2 separate regions of the Gossypium arboreum genome follow, and region 1 is linked to region 2. Evidence: chromatin contacts called from public Hi-C data. All regions are on one chromosome and are shown on one strand. Each heading gives the region's core, a stretch centred on a gene start, on an enhancer-like site or on the middle of the called end of the contact. The rest is flanking DNA. Distances are from core to core; before and after follow the strand shown. Region 1 holds the start of LOC108450647 (acyl-coenzyme A thioesterase 2, chloroplastic-like). Region 2 has its middle 20 kb from the start of LOC128295384.

The links. A called contact is a pair of places that touch in the nucleus more often than the background predicts.
Region 1: a Hi-C map of leaf shows a contact between it and region 2, with 2.7 times the contacts expected there. The contact joins the promoter of LOC108450647 here to the enhancer-like site in region 2. A contact is called at or near these places in 2 of 5 Hi-C or Micro-C datasets (both in leaf).

Annotation. Positions count from the first base shown.
Region 1 is chr7:6,295,251-6,298,341 of ASM2569848v2, forward strand. LOC108450647 (acyl-coenzyme A thioesterase 2, chloroplastic-like) reads left to right here and starts at 1,385. Exons shown (of 5, transcript XM_017748368.2): 1 at 1,385-2,029; 2 at 2,129-2,306. The coding sequence starts at 1,640.
Region 2 is chr7:6,257,423-6,260,736 of ASM2569848v2, forward strand. No RefSeq gene overlaps it. Among protein-coding and RNA genes, the nearest start is that of LOC128295384, 20 kb to the left of the region's middle. Within about 2 kb of position 1,734, at least 1 of the 2 cell types and tissues checked has an H3K27ac peak or open chromatin away from gene starts, as enhancers often do. A contact at or near this core is called in leaf, where this site is marked.

The sequences.
Region 1 (3,091 bases), core at 135-2,634, 37 kb after region 2:
AACAATATCCATCTCATCAAAATAATTTTTTCAAAACATATCACATCAAATTTATTTTTTCATATCCTATCTAGAGGTGTGCATGGGCAGGGCGGGCCAGGCCCAACTAAAAGTTTAGGCCCATTTGCTAGGCCCGGGCCTGGCCCAGCCCAAAAAATAGGCTTAAAATTTTGCCCAAGCTTGACCCGAATAAAAATGTTAAAACCCGAGCTCGACCAGGCCCGCCCATATTAATTTTTATATTATTTTTTATATAATTTTAAAAAATATATAAACCATCAAAAATACTAAAAACATCAAATAAATATTTCTCAACAAATTAAAAATAAATTTTGAAAAATATGTATACTTAAATAACACTAAAATAGATGCAACTTAACAAGCAAATGTTTCTAAAATAATAACAAAATTAACAAATGTCTTTACAATAATAAAAAATTAACAATAAAATAAGTTTTATATAATATCTAGACAATAACAACAAAATAGTAGCAATATAATAGTAAAATAGTAGCAAAATAGGGAGAAAATAATATTAAAAAAATTTGTCATGTAGTGAATTCGGGCCGAGCCCGGCCAAAAATGCCTTACCCAAGGCCCGACCCGTTTTTTAAACGGGCCTTATTTTTTTGCCCAAACCTATTTTTCGGGCCTATATTTTTACCCAAACCTTCCCACATTTCGGTCGGGCCGGGTGGCTCGGCCCATGCACACCTCTAATCCTATCTTGTCAAATTTATTTTTTCTAGAACAATACTTAGCAATTAAAAAATTTAACCATAAACTATAGACCCTAAACTAAACTTTAATTTTTTTTTCTTAAACCTTAAACAAACCCAAAAATCTTAAACCTAAGCCCTAATTTGTAAATAACTCAAAAACCCTAATCAAGCACCGGGAAAAACCGTCCTGCCAGCTCTTTTTACTAAAGCACGTCCACGTCAGTGCACTTTTGCTTTACATCAGCAAAAACGCATCCTCGATAATACGCTTTTCTGTGTTATCCCCTGAAAATACGTCCACATCAATTTATTTTAGTATTTTCGATCCATACCCATCATTATTTTTTTGAATGATTCATTTCCGTAAATAATTTCGGAAATGGAACTTTATTAGTACTATGCTTGCAACTTAATTGATCTTTTAAATACTTTTTAAAGTTTTTTTTTTTACATATAAACACTAAAAAAAAGAGGTTAAAGCTCTCTTTACTCCTCACAACTGTCCATAATTAAAAAACAAATAAATAAAGCAGGGTAGGGGCTGGGGCAGAGGTGATCCATGTGGAGCTTTTATTTCTTTTAATTATTTAATTAATTATAATAGTAAATTATGCAAATAAATTACAAACATAAACAAAAAAATCAAACATGATAAATATTTAAAACAATATTATAATATAACCTCATGTTTATTACGTGATGAATTCTTATGGAGTATAATTTTCATTTTACTATAATTAAAAAAACTCATAAATTATAGTAAAATGCTTACAACCAGATGTTTAAAGGTTTGACTGATTGCTGAGAGGAAATTGGCCCCTAAAGAAGCAAATTTCACAAACAAAAACAAACCCAAAACCTGAAATCCCAATATTCGCCCACCCATTTGCAAGGATCACCTTGAAAATCACATATCCATGGAGTTTAATTGCTCATCTCCTACCACCATCCCCGTGGTTTCAACTTTTGCATCTCCCTTTGACACTTCTGCCGCTGTCAATGGCTCAGACTCCACCTCAACCCGGAAGCCCATCAGCCTATGGCCAGGAATGTACCATTCACCAGTAACCAATGCTTTATGGGAAGCCAAGTCCCAGATCTTTGAGAGACTCCTTGACCCACCAAAAGATGCCCCCCCTCAGAGCGAGTTGCTCACCAAAACCCCTTCTCAAAGCAGGACCAGCATCCTTTATAATTTATCATCAGACTACATTTTGAGAGAACAGTACAGGGATCCCTGGAATGAAGTTAGAATTGGGAAGTTGCTTGAAGACCTTGATGCTTTAGCTGGGACTATCTCTGTCAAGGTACCTTTTTTTTTTTCTTTTTTGCAGTTTGGGGATTATAAATTAGCAATCTTTTTGTCTTTTGAATGGCTGAAGTTGTGTGGTTTGTTTGTGAATTAGCATTGTTCAGATGATGATAGCACAACAAGGCCTCTTTTACTGGTAACAGCTTCTGTTGACAAGATTGTTTTGAAGAAGCCTATTAGTGTTGACATTGATCTCAAAATAGTTGGTTCTGTCATATGGGTTGGGAGGTCATCAATTGAGATTCAACTAGAAGTCATTCAGTCCACGGAAGGTGCTTTAATCTTAAACTTATGATTAACTCACTGTAATTTTGCATTTAAGATGAAATATGACTTTGAGTATTTGCAGATATGTTTTTAGTACAAATCTGTTGAGACATTACTTTAGTATTAGCTATCAAGAATGCATAAATTCCATGTCAGTTGTTTCTTCACATTTGCTAATTCTTCAGACATATATAGTTGCAGAACTATTGGAACTCAGAGTCCTATGTAATTAATCTTAGTGCTAATGAAAATCCAAGATAAAGCATGAACTTGTGTACCTATTTTTAGTTTTCACTTCTCATATACTCTATTGATCATGCTACATTCCTTACAGATTCCTTTTCATAACTCGTATATCGATTGACGAGAATTAAAGCCTTATTTGCAGGTTATTTATGTAAGGGTTATTTACATATAACCTCTTTCATTTCTCCTTGAGGCTTCCTGCAATATTTACTCATTCCTCTTCTCTTAATCAATCCATGTTCCCTATAAGTTGTCTTTTTCTTAGCAGGAAATCTACGTTATTTGATATGGATTTTTAACTACCCTACCCCCATTTTTCTCACCCCGAAATGGAAAAGACTGAAAGCATATTCTTATTGAAAACCAAACAAGTATGCTTATAAAATAGACATTGTCTGCACAATTTCACACTTTGTCCTTTAAGAAGGAGAAGCATGTTGGCCTGTGACATTTTATGCAACTATGATTCTTTGAGTTCTGAAGTATCATCTTTTTTTTTTAAAGATACCAAATCTAACTTATGATGGTGAAAATTGTTACTTAA
Region 2 (3,314 bases), core at 484-2,983:
ATGTGTCACCATTGTACGAACCTCACACTGAGTGGACCTCCAACATCGAATTACCTCGATTAGACCCATGTCTAATGAACCTAGACTATCATTGTTATGAATGCATAGAACATTGCGCCCATTGATTGCTAAGTCATTCTAATATGTCACATCATTGACCAATAAGATCACGTCGTCTTCTCTGCAAAAAGACAAGATATGACTTTCCCTCCATTGAGAACTCAATACATGGCGCGCCCTCCTTTTCATGTATATAAACCCTCACACATACAGAGAATACAAAAAAAAGGACCATAACCATCTCATTTTTCCTTCTTCCTCCTAGCCATTCTCACCACCATTCTAGCCACCAAGGTACAACAGCTTTCTGCCCTACCAGAGTGAACTGTCACATTTCCTTCTTCTCCTTGTTGATTCTTACTATCAATAAGGCTAAAAAAGTTAATTTAGCTCCTTCATATCTATAAAATGGGATGAAAGAATCAAGATTTTAAATAAAAAGTAAAAAGACTCAATGTTTCAAAATTAAATTATAGAAACTAAACTTTAAATTTTAAAAGATTACAACATGTTTAAACCTTTTGAATCTATCAATTTCAAATCCCTATGCTTAAAAATAGAATAAATTCATACATAGAATAGATAAATAAAATTCAAATATGTTGTGATTAGGGTTAAGTGGTGCCCACAACTTGAAAAAAATCTACAATAAAAGAATGGTTTTAGATCTTGTAAAAATAATAAAATAAATATAAATAAAAGGGAAAATTAAATGTAATTAACAGTAATCCGAAATAATAAAGAATAAATCAATACATTAAGATTTCTAGCCTCAGGTATGATGTCAGCTTTGGTATCAAAATTGATTACAAATTCTAAATGTTTCTTTACTCAAAAATAAGATGGTTAGAGCGATGATAGGACGGATTCAAACCACCAATCTTTTCTTAATTTGTAAATTAATTACAAAAATAGCTCCACCATTAACTCTTGTCAGTCGAATAACTCTAAGTGACTGCTCCTAAAATTTAATTCACCACTACCCTTATGGATAAAGACTTGACTCTAATTAATAAAATTTAATGTACAATTCATTTAAATTAGATCATTTATTCTTACAATATAATTTAACTGTTCTCTTAATTGAATATTAATTTGTTCTATTTATTAAAATAAAGAGATAATTGTGGATCTAAATATACTATTTATTTATTTATTATCTTAAAAAAAAACAAGAGATCCTTCTTAAAATGATATTAAAAACAATAATAAAATAAGGTCCTATCATTTTCATAAAACATAAAATGATCAAATATCAATGAAACACTTTAAATCTCACAGTTCTAATAAAACCTAGTTTCAATTTACCCTTGGTTAGAAAATAAAATAAAGCTAGCTACTCATAACTAAGATAATGTCGAAAATATTATTAAACAATAAAAAATTACTGAAAATTACCTCAATAAGATTTATCTTGAATTCTCTTCTATAAAAATAATACAAAATAATCTTAAATTAACTAAATCACCTAATATAAAAAAATATCCTTTAAAGGAAATTTTCTAATACAAAATATCTACTAATCTTATGGTAGTTAACTTTGATAATAATAAAAATGTATCCTTTTTTACTTCCCAAATTTCATCAAGTGCGCCAATGAAATATAGTGCTGTACCGGGCAATTGAGTCCAATCCCATAACTCTATGCGGCTCAAAACCAATCCCAGCAAGTTATGAGCCAATTTAGACTCCACTTGGAAAATGAGTCCAATCCAAACCACCCTATCATCCAATCTAGTAATGGCTATAGCCACCTTCATGATTCCATTTAGCTCCTCTTTTAGAGACTCGGCCCAAAGTTTCCTCTCATCCAATTTAAAAAAATGTTATAAACTTATAAAATTTGATTCAATCAATTCATATCCTATCACAAGTTAATGAAATATTTATCTTGTTCTAGATTAATGAACCTATCAATTTTTTATTCAACCAATCGATCTGATTTAATTTTAAAAACACAAATTCTGATTGTATTTAGCTTTGTCTTCTTGGATAAATTCAGAAACCTTTGCATTTAACAACAAAGTCCCGCTTCTAGAGAATGGACTATGGTGATTAAGGATGTGCATGATTCAGTTAAAACTAAATTAATCAACCAAATTAAATTAGTTTGATTAATCAGTTTGTCACTGAAATTAATTAGATAAAAAATAGGGCTAAAGTTTTGTGAAAGTTTGGTTATCTATTACTTCCATTCAAAAACAAGTAATTAACTTAAATTTATAATATATATAAGCCCAGAATATTGTATAAGCCCAATATATATCATATATCTATAAGCCCGTGTATATAAACAAGATGGACGTATAACTATTGATATAATGGATTAAAGAAAATATATTTTGAAAAATAAAAAGGTAAATTATACTCAAAGTCACTAAACTATTAGTAAGTTTATATTTTGATCATTCAACTTCAAAAATTTATAAAATGATCACTAAACTATTCTAAAATTTTTATTTAAGTCATTGAATTGTCAAAATCATTAATATATGGCCTTCTATGTTTGTATCACCTGCACCAATCAAAAGCTCTCATTCTCCTTCTTTTCTATAATTCATTTTTTTTATGAAACAACTTTCAACATCACAAATTTACAAACTAAAATCCAAACAACTTTCTTCTTTGATCTTTAACACTAACTGTCAGATCGACTTGGATCTAAGATATGTTCTTCTACTCATCGATAGGTACCGATTCACTGTACTGATCATCGAACTATTGCTTGGAGTCCGCCAGCCAGACTATTTTTCAAAAAAACTTAATAGATTAGTGACTTAAATAAAAACTTTTAAATAGTTCGGTCACTTAAGTGAAAAGCTTTGAATAATTTAGTGATCATTTTGTAACTTTTTGAAGTTGAGTGGCCTAAATATAAACATACTAATGATTAAGTGATATTAAATGTAGTTTACCCAAAATAAAATTAAAATAGAAACCAAACCTAACGAAAAAAAAAACTAAAATTCTAGAACCTACATCCGTTTTGTTTTTGTACGTAATGATTTTTTTTTTTATTTTGTGTGTTCATTTTGTTATTAATTGTTTTCTCTTCTTCGTTTTTAACTTATTTGAGCTAAAAGAAAAGAAAAGAATATTGTCATTGTATTTTTTTTTGGGTTATGTTTTAAATTTGTTTGAACTAAAAGAAAAAAAATTAATTAATTGATTGAATTAGTCGAAATTAATTCGATTCGATTAATAAATTTTGAAAAAGAAATCAGTTCAAAAATAATTAAAAGTTTTAATATCTT